Regions from separate parts of the Danio rerio genome. Here region 1 is linked to region 2. A link is a contact called in public HiCAR-type data. All regions are on one chromosome and are shown on one strand. The core of a region is the stretch at or near the end of the contact, and the rest is flanking DNA. Distances in the headings are between cores, read along the strand shown.

What was found. HiCAR-type assays count read pairs that join an accessible place to other places.
Region 1: a contact with region 2 is called in a HiCAR-type map of caudal fin, with 7 times the contacts expected there. The contact joins two enhancer-like sites. A contact is called at or near these places in 1 of 18 Hi-C or Micro-C datasets (caudal fin) and 1 of 4 datasets of contacts at active chromatin or transcription factors (caudal fin).

The regions. Positions count from the first base shown.
Region 1 is chr24:4,435,251-4,439,873 of GRCz12tu, reverse strand. No RefSeq gene overlaps it. Among named protein-coding and RNA genes, the nearest start is that of klf6a, 100 kb to the right of the region's middle. Within about 2 kb of position 2,118, at least 3 of the 62 cell types and tissues checked have an H3K27ac peak or open chromatin away from gene starts, as enhancers often do. A contact at or near this core is called in caudal fin, where this site is marked.
Region 2 is chr24:4,194,679-4,199,781 of GRCz12tu, reverse strand. All of the region lies in intron 1 of adarb2 (adenosine deaminase RNA specific B2 (inactive)), which reads left to right. LOC141380808 (a long non-coding RNA gene) reads right to left here. Exons shown (of 5, transcript XR_012399666.1): 2 at 4,131-4,250. Among named protein-coding and RNA genes, the nearest start is that of pfkpa, 44 kb to the right of the region's middle. Within about 2 kb of position 1,746, at least 5 of the 62 cell types and tissues checked have an H3K27ac peak or open chromatin away from gene starts, as enhancers often do. A contact at or near this core is called in caudal fin, where this site is marked.

The DNA.
Region 1 (4,623 bases), core at 869-3,368, 240 kb before region 2:
GGCTGAACTAGACTAATTAGTCAAATTAGGATAAATAGGTAAGTCATTATATAATGATGGTTTGTTCTGTCGACAATCAAAAACAAATATTGCATAAAAGGGCTAATAATAATAATAGAGCTTAAAATGTTTTTATTTTATTTTTTATTTTTAAACTGCTTTCATTCTAGCCAAAATAAAACACACAAAACTTCCTCCTGAAGAAAAAATATTACAGGAATTACTGTGAAAAATTCCTGGCTTAAACATAATTTGGGTAATATCAATGGCTAATAATTATATATTTATAGTCTTTGATGGATCAAAACATTGTAGAAGTCCTCTCAAACTAAATAAACCTAGGCAGGTCACTAGATTTGCAAACTGAAGTCTATGTGTTTATCCAGATGCGCATGAATGAAGGCGTCCTCAGTAAGCAACTCCAAATATTCTGTGCATTTGTTGCAAAGATAAGATGAAGGCGGGGGTGGGGTGTAGGCTGACGGGGGGTGGGAACGGCTTGAAATTGAATCACCACGGCAACTTTAATAATATCTATTTTGCAGCTCACATATGAAAGGAAATGAGTTTCAAAGGTGAGGTCATGCTTCAACTGTCACTTATATTTGATAGCTTCCACACATCAGAGACATGAACGCTACTTTATACACTAAAGAGACGTGCGCTAATGTGCTCTAGACCCTATCTCACACGCAATGTAAATTCTTTATTGCTTCCACCCAAGAGCAGTGCGGAAACACAATTAAACACTTATTATTATTTTTACCCCCATTGGCCACAAAGGAAACCATACACTCCCTACTTGTTCAAGCAAAACATTCATTCAGATTCAACTTATCCAGCGTGTTTTTACGCAGCGGATTTAGCCAATTTAGCCTACCCAATTCACCTGTACCGCATGTCTTTGGACTGTGGGTGAAACCGGAGCACCCGGAGGACACCATGCAAACTACACACAGAAACGTCAACTGAGCCGAGGCTCGAACCAGCAACGTTCTTGCTGTGAAGTGACAGCACTACCTACTGCGCCACTGCGTCACCACAAGCTAAAAATTATGAGAAAAGAAATTGCAAAAGCAAAAGACATTGCTGATTGAGAAATAAATAAAAAAAAAGAAATAAATAATAATGATTTGTTTTACTGTATCACAATGTACATAATGTTTTGTTTGTATCAGAATGCTAATGAATGAATGAGTGAGTGATTATGAGGTAATGATAAAGGTTATTTTTCTAAAAAAATAAAAATAAAAATCATGTCTTTAAATAGGAAAGTTTATTTTAGCCTAATATTTTCAGCAGATTTTTTGCGCTAACCTGTTGCTACTGACGGCACTAGTGGTTACAACGGTCTTTCATCTCGTTTTACACTTAAACAACTAAATGAATGCTGAAGTCTGTTTAACTGAATGCATTGTGATTACATTACAACAGTGATGCTATAAGAACAACCTTGTGAAATTGAAAATAGTCATATTAAGCCGGAATTTTATTGTTGTCTTTAAAACTCTGTGCATAGAGCCCGTTGTTTTATATTCTATCTACTTAAATTTGTAAAAACATACATGTATAAGTTACCTTAATTCCTTCATGTTGTCCCAACACAAATTCATAGAGTGTAACCCAGCATTTCTAACAGCGCATGTTAAATGACTCATTTTTTTATTCTGGAAGGAAATATGATGAATGAAACCTTTTGACATCCTATGTGACAGCCACCCAAGTTTAGCGAAATCCTAAAAATAATATGAATAAAAAAAAGCTCTGCAAAGACATCTCTGTCTGCCGCGCGACACTCAGTTTGACTACATTTAAATTCACTGAATTAATAATAGGCCGATGATTTTGATCTATTTGTAGATGCTGAATAATTTACCACAAGACGTAGCTTTAGGAATCCGGTTTTCTTCATTTAAAAAAAAATAAAAATCCCATTGGTTCCAATAAAAAAGCCAAAAAAAGCTGTGCTTTGCAGAACACACAAACACCCTTATTGCATATTTGTGGTGTTCTGCGCTCCCGGCACATTTTTTTTTTTTTTTGTAACTTTAAGAGGGCTGCTGTAGGCTTCAGTCAGCAGTAAATGATAGACTCTGAGCCTCAACACCTCCTGCATTCCTCCTAATGGCCAGGTAGGCTCTCACAGGGCATTTTCCAGCATAATACACACTGTGACGCTATAAAGGCTAAAGATATCTGCAGGCATGTGTTTTGAATGTGGTAATGACTGCCGTTTCTGCGACCTCCTACGGATGATCAGAGAGCCAGAAGTGGCATTGCTCAGTTTTAGTGTTTCCTTTCTTTCTCTAAACTTTAAACAGTACAAACAAGCACTCCTGGAAGTCTCTAGAAGGTTTCCATTGTTATTATACATTTGTGTGTGTATTTTTTTTACATGTTTAGCATGCTATTTCGATTCTATGTGTCAGTACTGTGACTTCTGTACTTTGTTTTTTCACACTGCATTTCTATTTATTGATTAAAAGTAGATTATGTATAGATACATGTGGCACAAGAACATTTGCAATTTTTTTTGTTGCAATATTTTGATCATGATACATTTTTATGGTTTATTTAACTGTTTAAAGTTTGCTGTTGTAAAAAAAAAAAACTGTGTTTTCAAAGCAGTCTCACACCAATTCCTTACTTTTTGATTCAGTGGTATTTTATATGAATTTGTATGATCTCATTCATAATTTTTTACTATGATTTGCTCATTCTCCAATGATGGTTGGGTTTAGGGGTGGGTTTGGTGCTCTGCCTCCTTTTAAAAATCGTACAATTTTGTATGACTAAACTCATATAAATTCGTACAATTTAGAAATGTACACATTTTCATACAACTGAACTTAAATTAGAAATTTAAAAATTGAACATTTTCTTTTGACTGAACTCGAATTAGAAACCTAAAAATGTTACCTTTTTTTGACAGCTGAACTCAAATTATAAAAGTAAAAATTGCCCATTTTCATACAACTGAACTCAAATTAGAAATGTAAAAATTTTACCTTTTTTTGACAGCTGAACTCAAATTATAAAAGTAAAAATTGCCCATTTTCATACAACTGAACTCAAATTAGAAATGTAAAAATTTTACCTTTTTTGACAACTGAACTCAAATTAGAAATGTAAAAATCTTATATTTTTGTACAACTGAACTCAAATTAGAAATGTAAAAATCGTAAATTTTCATTCAGCTGAATTTGTGTGAACTCGTTTAAATTAGAAATGTGAAAATCTTAAGTTATTGTACAAGTGAACTCGTATGAATTCATACAAATTAGAAATGTACAAATTTTCGCACAACTGAACTCAAATTAGAAATGTAAAAATCTTACATTTTCGTATGACTGAACTCGTGTGAACTCATTAAAAATTAAAAATGTAAAATACTTATATTTTTGTACAACTGAATTCTAATTAGAAATGTAAAATTGTACATTTTCGTTTGACTGGACTCGTGTGAATTGTTTAAATCAGAAATTTTAAAATCTTACATTTTGTACAACTTGAACTTGAATTGGAATTGTAAAAATCATACATTATTAATTGTAAAAATCATACATATTAAGGATTGAACTTGTGTGAATTTGTACAAATTAGCCACCAAACTAACAAAATGTTGGATAATTAAGTTTCCTAGTGACATCAGGCAGTTTTTTTATGTTACCACTGTTGTCAAAATAAAAACATTGAATGGTAACTTCATGGTAGAAGCTAATGCTAATTAATGCCATTTAAATGATTCCCAGAGTCTCTGTCATCATGTACTGTGTGTAACATGAAAACCTATTTTTCTCTCATTACAGGACAGCTAAATCTCATTTTATCACAACATCATTTAGTTGCAACTACTTTTCACCAGTTGTATTGTTTCCCTATATTCCCTAAACTATAAAAAGTCCAAGCAAACACTCCTGGCGGTCTCTTTTCTGAGTTGCATTTTTTAAAAAGCATGTTGTGAGTCATGTAAATCTCAAAACTGGGACTTGTTTGTCAAACATACCCCAGAGAGACAGAACAAGAGAAAGACTGAGATTGTGTGTTTGAATGGTTTGAAATGGCAGCTAGACTGAGAGCAGCAGGAGAGATATTCATGATCACTGAGCGCTGCTGCTCTGTTTAAAGGCCATGCTCTCAGGAGAGAAGGGTCACAGCGTCCGGCTTTCTGCCCTTGATCTGCCATGTGTCATCTACAAACACGGCGGAAGCTGGTAGAACCGGTCCTCTGATCATCCTGTGTCCTGGAATCTGCCTGATTAGTGGAGTCTGCCTTTGTTTCTAGGAATTTAAAAGTCAACGCTGGAACCCAAAGCATGTCCTGATCACGTCATTGAGATGTATGTAATGTAGATTAGCCATTGAGATTTACCCATCAGGTCATTCATGTTGTCCTTGTCAGCTAAAGCTGCATTAGCAAACTTTAAATGAATAATAATAATTTTGTTTGGGTTTTGTTCATGAGTGAGAGAAGGATGTAGCATGAGATTAACAAGTGGATTGGTGCAGCGGCAGCAGTAATGCAGTCGATGTACTGGTCCATTGTGGTGAAGAAAGAGCTGAGTCAAAAGGCAAAGCTCTCGATTTACCGGTCAATCTACATTTCTACTCTCACATATGGTC
Region 2 (5,103 bases), core at 497-2,996:
ACTGAGGCACTCGGCCTGCAGCCTCATGCCAACGCACGCCTCCCACCAGTGCCGATATACAGCCACATCGCACTGCTACTCGTTTGATATTGCTCATATATATATATATATATATATATATATATATATATATATATATATATATATATATATATATGGAATACATGCCTCAGAACTTCAGATATGTTTCTCCAAGTACCTTTCGCCGCATGTTTCAGATGACAAATCCACTAGAGGGCACTGTCGACATGTTTGTAAATCTGAAATGCATTATTAGTGTAGATTTTCAGATTGTGAATGTGTAGACATTTCAGATTCACCATATCTTCATATATATATATATATATATATATATATATATATATATATATATATATATATATATATAAACATATATCACAAACATTGATAAATACAGTAAAGCAACAATTTTTTGTACGTGCTTTATGATTTTCTGGATAAACAATAATAATCAAATGCAAAATAGTTTTCATTGCATATTTACATGAATATAATTAATCTTTCTTAAAGTTAAAAGCGTAATTCCTCATGCCAGAATACTTTGAACTGACTTTAAAAAGTGCTCACACAGACACAGGCCCTAAAATAAATAATAAATGTTATGGCGACTTATGGTTAAACATTGCAATGATAATTTTTCACTGTAAAAACGTTACCATGACATGTAAAAATCTGAACTATTGACTCACAGACAGAGAGAGAGAGAGAGAGAGAGAGTGAGTGAGAGAGAAGAAAATTTTAAAACCAAGCACAGTTGACTAATATGAAAAGCATTGCTCTTTTTCTTCTCTGTTTAAAAGCGAGTGCTGAAGAGCAGATCAGTAATCAGGCTCTTGATACCATCTCCAATAACAGATGAGAAAGCAGCGAAGCATACGGCCTTTAATCAATGAAACCCTCGGCGTCAGATACTGTACAGCGTACAGTAGAGCGCAGAATTTGTTCAATCTGCCTGCGAGAAAGCATCAAAAAAAAGTCCCACATTCATCATTCGCGTCTTATCGAGCTGCAAAAGCTGGAACATTACGCCAGTTTATTCCTTCATGGATTTATTCATTCATAAATATTCATCCTCCACACGTCACACACACACACACATACACACATGATTTATCTGAAAGAGAAATATTGCTTTTCTAATATTACACAGCGAGATTTATTGTCTCTCATTACCATTGTTATCGCAGTAGCTTTCAAAGTAATCTATTTTTACCACTATGGGGCGTTCACTATATTTACCGCACAGGAATATCATTCGGGATCATACATCTTTCTCCAGAAATCCATACAAGTGTGGAATCAAAGGCGGAAATCTGCAGCACGAAGCATTCTGGGACCTCCTTTAATGGAAATGGTCTATTTTGCGGGGCATTAGAACGATCCGGGCCCGCCGTTTTAATTGGAGCGCTGTGTTTAAGCGGAGTGATGTATGAAATGAAGTTAAAGTCGGCCAATCTGGCTCATCTGGGCCTGAAACGCACACTCAAAAGGGGCCTCGATGAGATCAGATTCTGATTTAAGACTGAGGGAAATAACAAGGGAGAAATGAAATGGTAATTACTATTGATTACCTATGTGCATATGACCCCGCAGGCCTCGCTTTGCATACTTAAATCAACTTAAATAATTGGATTTGCTAATTTTTTGTATGTGTAAGCGAGAGCGCGTGTGGCCTGGACTCGGGAATACGTTCGTTCTCACTGAAGGAATGAAGTGAGTCAAGAAATGATGTAATTTGGCCGTTGTGATGCATTACCTCATGATTAGTTTGTTCTGTATGCGGGCGCTGGTTGTGTTTGTTGAACTTTGACACATTTGAAGAGATCAGATGCAAAAACCTCTGAGATATAGCAAATGATATGCTGTTTTTATTGCCTTTAAAGTGAAATCATGGAAAATAAACATGGGGGCCTGATAAAAATCGTCATTTTAGTGAACTTTGGCACATTTGAAAAGCTCAAATGCAAAAACCTTTAAGTTATGGCAAGTAATATGCTATTTTCTTTGCCTTTACAATGCATTAACTGAATATAAACATGGGACTCTTAAACAGTATCATCATTTTGTTGAACTTTGAAGAGTTCAGATGCAAAAACATCCAAGTTAAAGCAAATGATATGCTATTTTCATTGCCTTTGCAGTGAAATAACCGAACATAAACATGGGAGCCTGAAATAAATGATCATTTTGGTGAACTTTGGCACATTTGAGGAGTACAATTGCAAAAACCTTAAAGTTGTGGCAAATTAAATGCTATTTTAATTGCATTTAAAACTAAATAACTCAATTTAAACATAGGAGTCTGATAAAAATTGTCATTTTGGTAAACGTTGACACATTTGAAGAGTACAATTGCAAAAACCTCTAATTTATGGCTAATAATATGCTATTTCCTTTGCATTTAAAGTGAAATAACTGAACATGAACATGGTAGTCTGAATAAAATTGTCATTTTGGTAATATTTGGCTCATTTGAAGACTAAAATTGCAAAAGCCTTTAAGTTAAGTTAGAAAAATGCTGTTTTAATTGCATTTAAAATGTAATAACTGAATTTAAACATAGAAGCTTGATAAAAAGGAGTCATTTTGGTTAACTTGGACACTTTTAAAGAGTCCAGAAGCAAAAAAAAACTCCAAGTTATGGCAAATAATATGCTATTTTCATTGCCTTTAAGGTGAAATAGGTAAACATAAACCTAGGAGCCTGAGAAAAATTGTCATTTTGGTAAACTTTGACATATTTGAAGGCTTCAGATGGCAAAAACTTTAAGTTATGGCAAATAGTATGCTATTTTCATTGCATTTAAAGTAAAAGAACTGAACATAAACATAGGCCCCTAAAACAATAATAATCATTTGGTGAACTTTGGCACATTTGAAGAGTTCAGATGTAAAAACCTCTAAGTTATGGCAAATAATATGCTATTTTCATTGCATTTAAATTGTAATAACTGAATTTAAGCATGGAAGCTTGATAAAAAGGAGTCATTTTGGTTAACTTCGACACTTTTGAAGAGTTTAGATGCAAAAAAAGTCCAAGTTATGGCAAATAATATGCTATTTTCATTGCCTTTAAGGTGAAATAAGTAAACATAAACATAGGTCCCTTAAAAAAATCATAATTTAAAGAGTTCAGATGCAAAAAACATACAACTTATGGCAAATAACATGCTATTTTTATTGCTTTTAAGGTGAAATAAGTAAACATAAACCTTTAAGCCTGAGAAAAATAGTCAGTTTGGTAAACTGACACATATGAAGGCTTCAGATGCCAAAAACTCTACGTTATGGCAAATAATGTTATTTTCATTGTCTTTACAGTGACAAAGTGAACACAAACATATGACCCTTTAAAAAAATCATAATTTGATGAGTTCAGATGCAAAAAAACATACAAGTAATGGCAAATAATATGCAATTTTCATTGCCTTTAAGGTGAAATAGGTAAACATAAACATGGGAGTCTGAGAAAATTTGTCATTTTGGTCAACTTTGACACTTTTGAAGGGTTCGAATGCAAAAAATAAAAAAACTAAGCTATGGCAAATAATATGTTATTTTCATTACCTTTAAAGTGAAATAACCAAACATAAACATAGAAGCCTGAGAAAAATTATCATTAGGGGAACTTTGACATATTTAAAGAGTTATGCCTAAATATCTAATACGTTATGGCAAATGCATATGTATTGCCTTAAAAGTGAAATAACCAAGCATGAACAGAGAAACATCGTCATGTGGTGCACTTTGAAACATTTGAAAGGATGCCAAAACCTTGAAGTTATGGCAAATAATTTGCTATTTTTGTTGCCTTTACAGTGAAATAACTGAATATAAACATAGGAGCATGGAATAAATTGTCAATTGGTGAACTTTCACACATATGAAGCATTCAGATGCAAAAACATCTAAGTTATGGCGAAGAATATGCTATTTTCATTGCCTTTAGAGAGAACATAAAGATTGGGGACTGAGAAAAATCGTCATTTTGTAAGACAGTTTCTATGGCACTTCAGGTTTTTCACCTCTTCATTCATCATTTTACTTGATTTAGTTTCAGCAATATGATTCTATCTCTTTACAGACACATAGGCCTGCTGTATACATACCATAAGTGCATGATGAAGATGTGGAGGTTGTGGTGTGTGTGAATCTGACAGGAGTATGAAGACCATGCTGCAAAACACGTGCTCACAGCTGATAGTGTGATGGTGCTCTGCTGCCACCCTCTGGATAAACAGAGAATCACAATGTGTTATTTCGTTCTAGACTTCATAACTCGTTTTAATTATTGTGACAATCAATAATTCGATTTAGTTGAAAGCATTAGGCCAAAATAAAATATATTTTACTTTTCCACAGTTGAACGAAGCAGTCAAATCATACTGAAAAAGCTTTAAGGTAGCCTAGTTGTTACCCCAGATTGCAATAAACAACTAGTTTGGCTATATAGCAACATTTGTTGGTATAAAATCCACCAGTGCTTTCCAAATTTTAAGTATATATTATGAGACTATCACCTCTCAATAACATAAATCATTTCTTAAGGTTTGATTGGTAGGCCTGATTATCTATTGATTAATCAGATAGATAAACGCTATTCATAATGCTGTTGCAAAGTCTACTCAACTTAAACAAACTTGCAGTGCCTTACATAAAAAATAAGCATATGATGCCAAAATACTGTGTAACATTACATGGAAGCCCGCCTCTTAATGATACATGGGCTATTGTGACTCTTTATCTTGACTTTTCCCCCTCAGAATTGTGAAATGTAAACCCAAAACTGTGAGTTATAATGTCAGAATTGTGTATCACGCAAATCTAAAAAGTCGCAATAACCATTTTTTAATAGAAACTTTACACATAATCAGTAGCGGAAAAGTATTAAAAACTTTTAAGGATTTAAGATTATGATGAACGTTAAACGCGTAATAACAGGCTTGTGAAGACGGTCCATTGAACGGCTTTCTGTACATTACAGGTGTACTTACCAGGGACTTGTGGTTAATCCTGCCAGGCCCTGATTGGCTAATCGCCCGCGAGGGCCGTTGTCCCTAGCTGCCTGCACTCACATCAGTC